2 separate regions of the Mus musculus genome follow, and region 2 is linked to region 1. The links are chromatin contacts, called in public HiChIP or PLAC-seq maps. All regions are on one chromosome and are shown on one strand. Each heading gives the region's core, a stretch centred on a gene start, on an enhancer-like site or on the middle of the called end of the contact. The rest is flanking DNA. Distances are from core to core; before and after follow the strand shown.

Region 1 (2,700 bases), core at 20-2,519:
ACTATCACAGAGATGTAAGATCTGGAAGATGTCTAGGAAGCTTACTTAAGATCTCAAAATCATGTTTAGCTTAGGAGAACAGATTTCACGTTGGGTATCTTACCTGATGAACAGCCACGTGGTCATTTTTGCACTTCCGAACTTGGTCGTGTTTCCCCGTAAAGTTCCTAACTTTGGACTTTCCCTATTTTGTGGTCCTTAGTTAAACTAGATAATTTATAAACCTACTAAACAGTCTTAACTTCAGTGCTGTGAGGCAGGAACAAAGTGAACCAAGAATATTGCTTTCTGGACACCTTCAGTGTCAAGTGACCACTGGACAAGGCGTTCGAGAAGGAATGCGTAAATGAGCACACACAGGGCTGGCTGTTCAACAGCCGTGTCTGTTCCCCACCCCCACCTGCAGACCAAAAGGTAAATATAACTAAGATGGGGACGGGCGCTTGTAATCCCAGCTCCTCCAGGAGGTTGAGATAGGAGAACCAACTTGGGCCCTGGAGTTTGAAGCCAGTCTAATCAGCATAGTGAAACAACATCGCAAAGGCATACACAAACAAACAAAGAAGCAAATTTATTGAAAGTAAATGGGAGATTGTAATAATAAACACCTGCACCCTGACAGATCCTCTTATACACAACCTTCACTTGGGAAATCACAGCTTAGAGTCAAGTAAAGCTAACAGGAAGCCGGGCAACTGGTGGCACAAACTCTTAATCCTAACACCCAGGAGGAGGGGCAGGTGGATCTCTGTGAATTAGAAGAGGCCAGCCTGGTTTACAGAGCAAGGTTCATGACAGTCAGGGCTACAGAGAGAAACCCTTTCTAGATTGGGGGGCGGGGGGGAAACCTAAAGCTAACTTAAGTTAACAGGAGCTGGGAATTTAGTGTAGCAGGTAGAGCCTTTGCGGGCCCCCTCCCCCCCCCCCGTACGGCCCTAAGTTCCATGCCTAGCATCTAAAACAAGTAAGGGAAATGGGAAGCCATTAAAGCAGGAGATGGGATAGAATTCCTTTTACAGAACACACTATAGACCCGCAGAGATAGCAAGCACAGTAGCCCGCAGTTAGGTCAGGCTGCTGGAGTTATCCAAGGAGGATATGGTGGTGGTGGTTCAGTGAACAGACTTCAGTTCAGCTCAGTAAGGGTTGCAGAGCCAGGTGAGATGATGAGATGAAAAATGAATAATGAAGCAGTTGTAGCCCGAGGCCCTGGTTCACAGTGTCCAAGGCTCTTGCTTCAGCAAGAGTAAACATGCATGTTTACTACCGACGGGTACGGTTTAAACACTCACTTCTGAACATGCTGAGCTGGGCGTGCTTCTTGGGTATCTAACATCTAACAGTTGCTGGCTACTTTTTCCTAGCACAAGAGATAAAAGAGAAAGTAAATAAATTCTAAGAGAGTAGATTATTAATCAATGTGAATACAAAGAAGGAAGGACAAAGAACGCCGAAACAGGAAGAAAGCCAAGGCGGTGCTGTAGTCCCAAGTCTCGTCCCAAGACAGAAAAGCAGTGTCCTTTAGACACTTTAAAAGTCCACATTCTCTGTAGGGACCACAGACATCAGGTAGAAATGATAAACAAAACACTAAAATACGGATGTCTCTTAGTGGTTTCATTCGCTCAAAGAACAAGCTTCAAAGAATGTGTTGGAAATGGAAGGAAGATCATTGAACAGAGATGGCTAGCACTGTCCTCCCCACAGGGAAATCGCAACACCTCAGCTAGAGTGACAGAGGACAGGGCAGGAACTCAGTGAGAGACAAGATGGAGACCTGGGATGGAATCATGTCTCATATAGGGTACACTATAAATGTGACGCCCGCCCCAACCCTGGAGTGAGGTGCAGGACCAATTCTACACAGCCCCTGGGCATCCATGTGGACCCTTAGCGGTTGCCCTGACCAGGGATGTTCCAAGTTCTCTAGTGGTAATGTGAGTCACAGACATCAACACTGACCCTGGCTACTGCATAACCACAGACCCAGACATGGCCCTCAGTGGTAGCATAGGCTGGGACCTGTAGAGGTTTGGTCTAGTGCTACGGATTATGATGCTAAATTCTAGGAGGAGGGACTTCTGTTTACAAGCTTTTGTTGTGCAAACCTTGCTACAGGATTTAAAACTATTGGTTAAATAAAATTGGCTATAGCCAAATACTGGAGGGCTTAGAGGTGGGTGGGTTTGGAGTGACCTGGTGGAGAACAGACCACAGAAAGAGGAAGAAGGAAAATGGAGAAGCCACTGCCATGAGGGGAGATGGACCATGAGCACATACATGGCCAGGAGAGACAGAAAGTATCAGGGGCACAGTGCTGCTGGGGAGGTAGCCAGGCCTGCCGTTAAAAGATTATATTAGGGGTGCCCTGCCCCCCGTAATGATTAAGCCAAATAATAACCGTAGTCTTGTTTACTTGTAAGCTAGTTGGGGATAAGCTTAATTTGCTTGGACTACAATTTGGCTATAATAGGGACCTCACCAGGTGTCAGAGTTGGTCACTCACAGAAGGCTACTCCCCCACCCTCGAGTCTCCAGTTCCCTCTCTCTCCATAATGCTCAAGATGCTCTGCCTCTCTTCTTCTCCCATCTGTCCACCACATACTCGCACACTGTGGTGGCTCCTCCTGCAGGCTGGCCACATGGCTGGTGGGTCCCTGGGTGACATTCTCTGACAAGTGGGTGCCTACAGCTTGTAAT
Region 2 (2,700 bases), core at 151-2,650, 130 kb before region 1:
GGCTGGTCCTTCCTTCAGACTCAACTCCGAACTTTGTAACTCTTTCCATGGGTATTTTGTTCCCCCTTCTAAGAAGAATCGAAGTATCCACACTTTGGTCTTCCTTCTTGAGTTTCATGTGTTTTGCAAACTGGACATAGTACTACCTGAGGACCCAGCAATACCACTCCTGGGCATACACCCAGAAGATGCTCCAACATGTAATAAGGACATGTGCTCCTCTATGTTCATAGCAGCCTTATTTATAATAGCCAGAAGCTGGAGAGAACCCAGATGTCCCTCAACAGAGGAATGGATACAGAAAATGTGGTACATTTACACAATGGAGTACTACTCAGCTATTCAAAACAATGAATTTATGAAATTCTTAGGAAAATGGATGGATTGGAGGATATCCTGAGTGAGGTAACCCAATCACAAAAGAACGCACATGATATGCACTCACTGATAAGTGGATATTAGCCCAGAAACTTAGAATGCCCTGTGCATTCTTGAAGCATCCAAAGGCACTGTCCATGCTTGGCCGATTTGGCAGCAGCTGAAATGAGATGGAACTTGCATCTAAAGGGTTTTCCTAGGACCAACGTGATAATATGAGAACCCATTCTGGTGCTGTGGTCACGCACAGTCTTTCTCATGCCCTGTCCCCATGATGGAAGAAACAGACATGTTGAAAAGACTCAGTGTCCGGGTAAATCTCACCAAGTTTGGTTTCATCGTTTTCATGAGTTTGCATTGGCTTCAGAGTCAGAATCATACTTAAAACTCCAGTTCTCCCTGCCCTCCTCTAGAAGATGCCTGCCTACCACGAACTCGACAGTGAGGGGACTCTAAAGATGGGTAAAGAAGAATGCATACTAGCCTGTTAAAGTGCTGGAGAGTGGCCTGCACATGTAGGTGCATGTAGGCATGTGTAGGTGCATGTAGAACACTTTTATCTTTGTGACTCTGCCATGTATTATGGTACAGAGGTATATGTGCATGGCTGTGGAAGTCAGAAACACCTAGAACACTGTGGGTCACGACCCCTTTGGAGAAGCCAAACACTTTTTGTGATGGTTGCCTTAGATAGCCAGAAAACACAGATATTAACATCACAGTTCATAACAGTAGCAAAACTGCAGTTACGAAGCAGCCACAAACATGCTTCTATGGTTGGGGGTCACCATGTAAGGAACATAAGGAACTGTATTAAAGGGCTGCAGCGTTAAGAAGGTTGAGAACCGCTGACCTTGAGGGATGAGTTGCTGGCCCTGAGACTTAGTGTCCCCAGCTGCTGAAAAAAGGATGATAATACCTTCTTCATAGGGAACAACGGGTGACTGTTAGCTGAACTGACCTGCAGTGGGGCTTTCCACAGGCCCTGACAAGCAGTCAGGTGATTTGTATTCTTCTGTAACTTGGCCATGACTCACTGTTTTCTCTGGATTTATCTCTGGAATTCCCCTTGAGGTGATTCGGACTTGTGGCTCACTACTTTCCGTGTACTTCCCCCACTAATAGAGAAACAAAGTTAAATTTAACATCAGGAGTTATCTTAAGAGGAAAATACATTCATTTAAAAAAAAAAAAAAGGACAACTCTGATGGTTTTGAGGAAAAAAAATCACCAAACACAGAGGGGGTTCAATGGAAGAGATGGGACACAACGCCCCCCTTCCCCACTGTGGCTCTTCAGCACCAAGTGGCAGTCTCACTACGCTGTGTCCCACTTCCAGACCAGTCCAGAGGCCTGAGAAGCTGGAAAGAGACAGGAAACTTGAGTTTTACGCTACTGACCCTCATTTGACATAGCAAGATGGCTCCCCACCCACACTCTCAGAATTGGAAACGTGAGCCTGAGGAGAGTCTATCGTCTTTGCAGAACACTGCCATCGAGACAGTAGACCTCACGTCTGGTAGCTTCTCTCTATCGACAGCACAGTTGTTTTATTTATTTATTTATTTATTTATATTCAAAGTAGATGCAAGCTCCTCCAGTGCCTCTCCCTAATGTGAGAAGACCTGATTGTCTACGATTCTTACACTCAGAGCAGAAGTGCTTGCTCTCTGTTTAGCAGTCTCCAAGTGGATGCGTGGACACATGTTATGTTCTTCTTTTCCTCCCCCAGCCACATAACTACGTGATCGTGACCTCCTCCTACTGGCCCCTTCCCCTACAAACAATGGTATCTGAGCCTCGGTCCAGTTCACACTGCCTTCGAATAGTCGTTGATTCCAGAAACTCTTAAGACATGGGAATATTCTCCTGGCTGACATCCTTTGAGCCTGGCCTAGGATACTTGAGTTCAAAGCATAGGTACAGAAAGACAGTTCAAGATGAGCCATTTTCAACAGGAGGTGGCAGTAGCAGCCAGGGATTGAGCACCCTTCCTGAGCCCTGCTCACGGGAGCCATCCAGCCATCCTGACCTGCAGTTTGGCATTCTAAAGCCAAAAGGCAGAACAAGCCTGAGGTCCCCCGCCCTCCATGAGCCCCGCAACTATTCCAAACCCCGAAATTGCACGAACACGAAAGCCAAACAAGCAAAGGAATGAGCTGTGAGGCTGTTCCTAAGTCTTACTGCAGAGGACAGAAGGAGCCCTCTCGTACATCAACTGATATGGCTTCAGAAGGGTCTTGAGGAAGGTTATGAGGAGGGTCAGCAGTACAGGCTGACTGGGAAAACAAGAACTCCAGAGCCAATCCACACCCTCGATGA

The links. HiChIP or PLAC-seq counts read pairs in DNA pulled down with a chosen protein or histone mark.
Region 2: an H3K27ac HiChIP or PLAC-seq map of extraembryonic endoderm stem cells shows a contact between it and region 1. The contact joins two enhancer-like sites. A contact is called at or near these places in 2 of 484 Hi-C or Micro-C datasets (the HL-1 cell line and embryonic stem cells) and 3 of 115 datasets of contacts at active chromatin or transcription factors (embryonic stem cells, epiblast stem cells and extraembryonic endoderm stem cells).

What each region holds. Positions count from the first base shown.
Region 1 is chr10:108,402,925-108,405,624 of GRCm38.p6, reverse strand. All of the region lies in intron 4 of Pawr (PRKC, apoptosis, WT1, regulator), which reads right to left. Among named protein-coding and RNA genes, the nearest start is that of Gm36283, 13 kb to the left of the region's middle. Within about 2 kb of position 1,269, at least 26 of the 459 cell types and tissues checked have an H3K27ac peak or open chromatin away from gene starts, as enhancers often do. A contact at or near this core is called in extraembryonic endoderm stem cells, where this site is marked.
Region 2 is chr10:108,537,476-108,540,175 of GRCm38.p6, reverse strand. The region is part of intron 9 of Syt1 (synaptotagmin I); the gene reads left to right. Among named protein-coding and RNA genes, the nearest start is that of Gm36601, 83 kb to the right of the region's middle. Within about 2 kb of position 1,400, at least 65 of the 459 cell types and tissues checked have an H3K27ac peak or open chromatin away from gene starts, as enhancers often do. A contact at or near this core is called in extraembryonic endoderm stem cells, where this site is marked.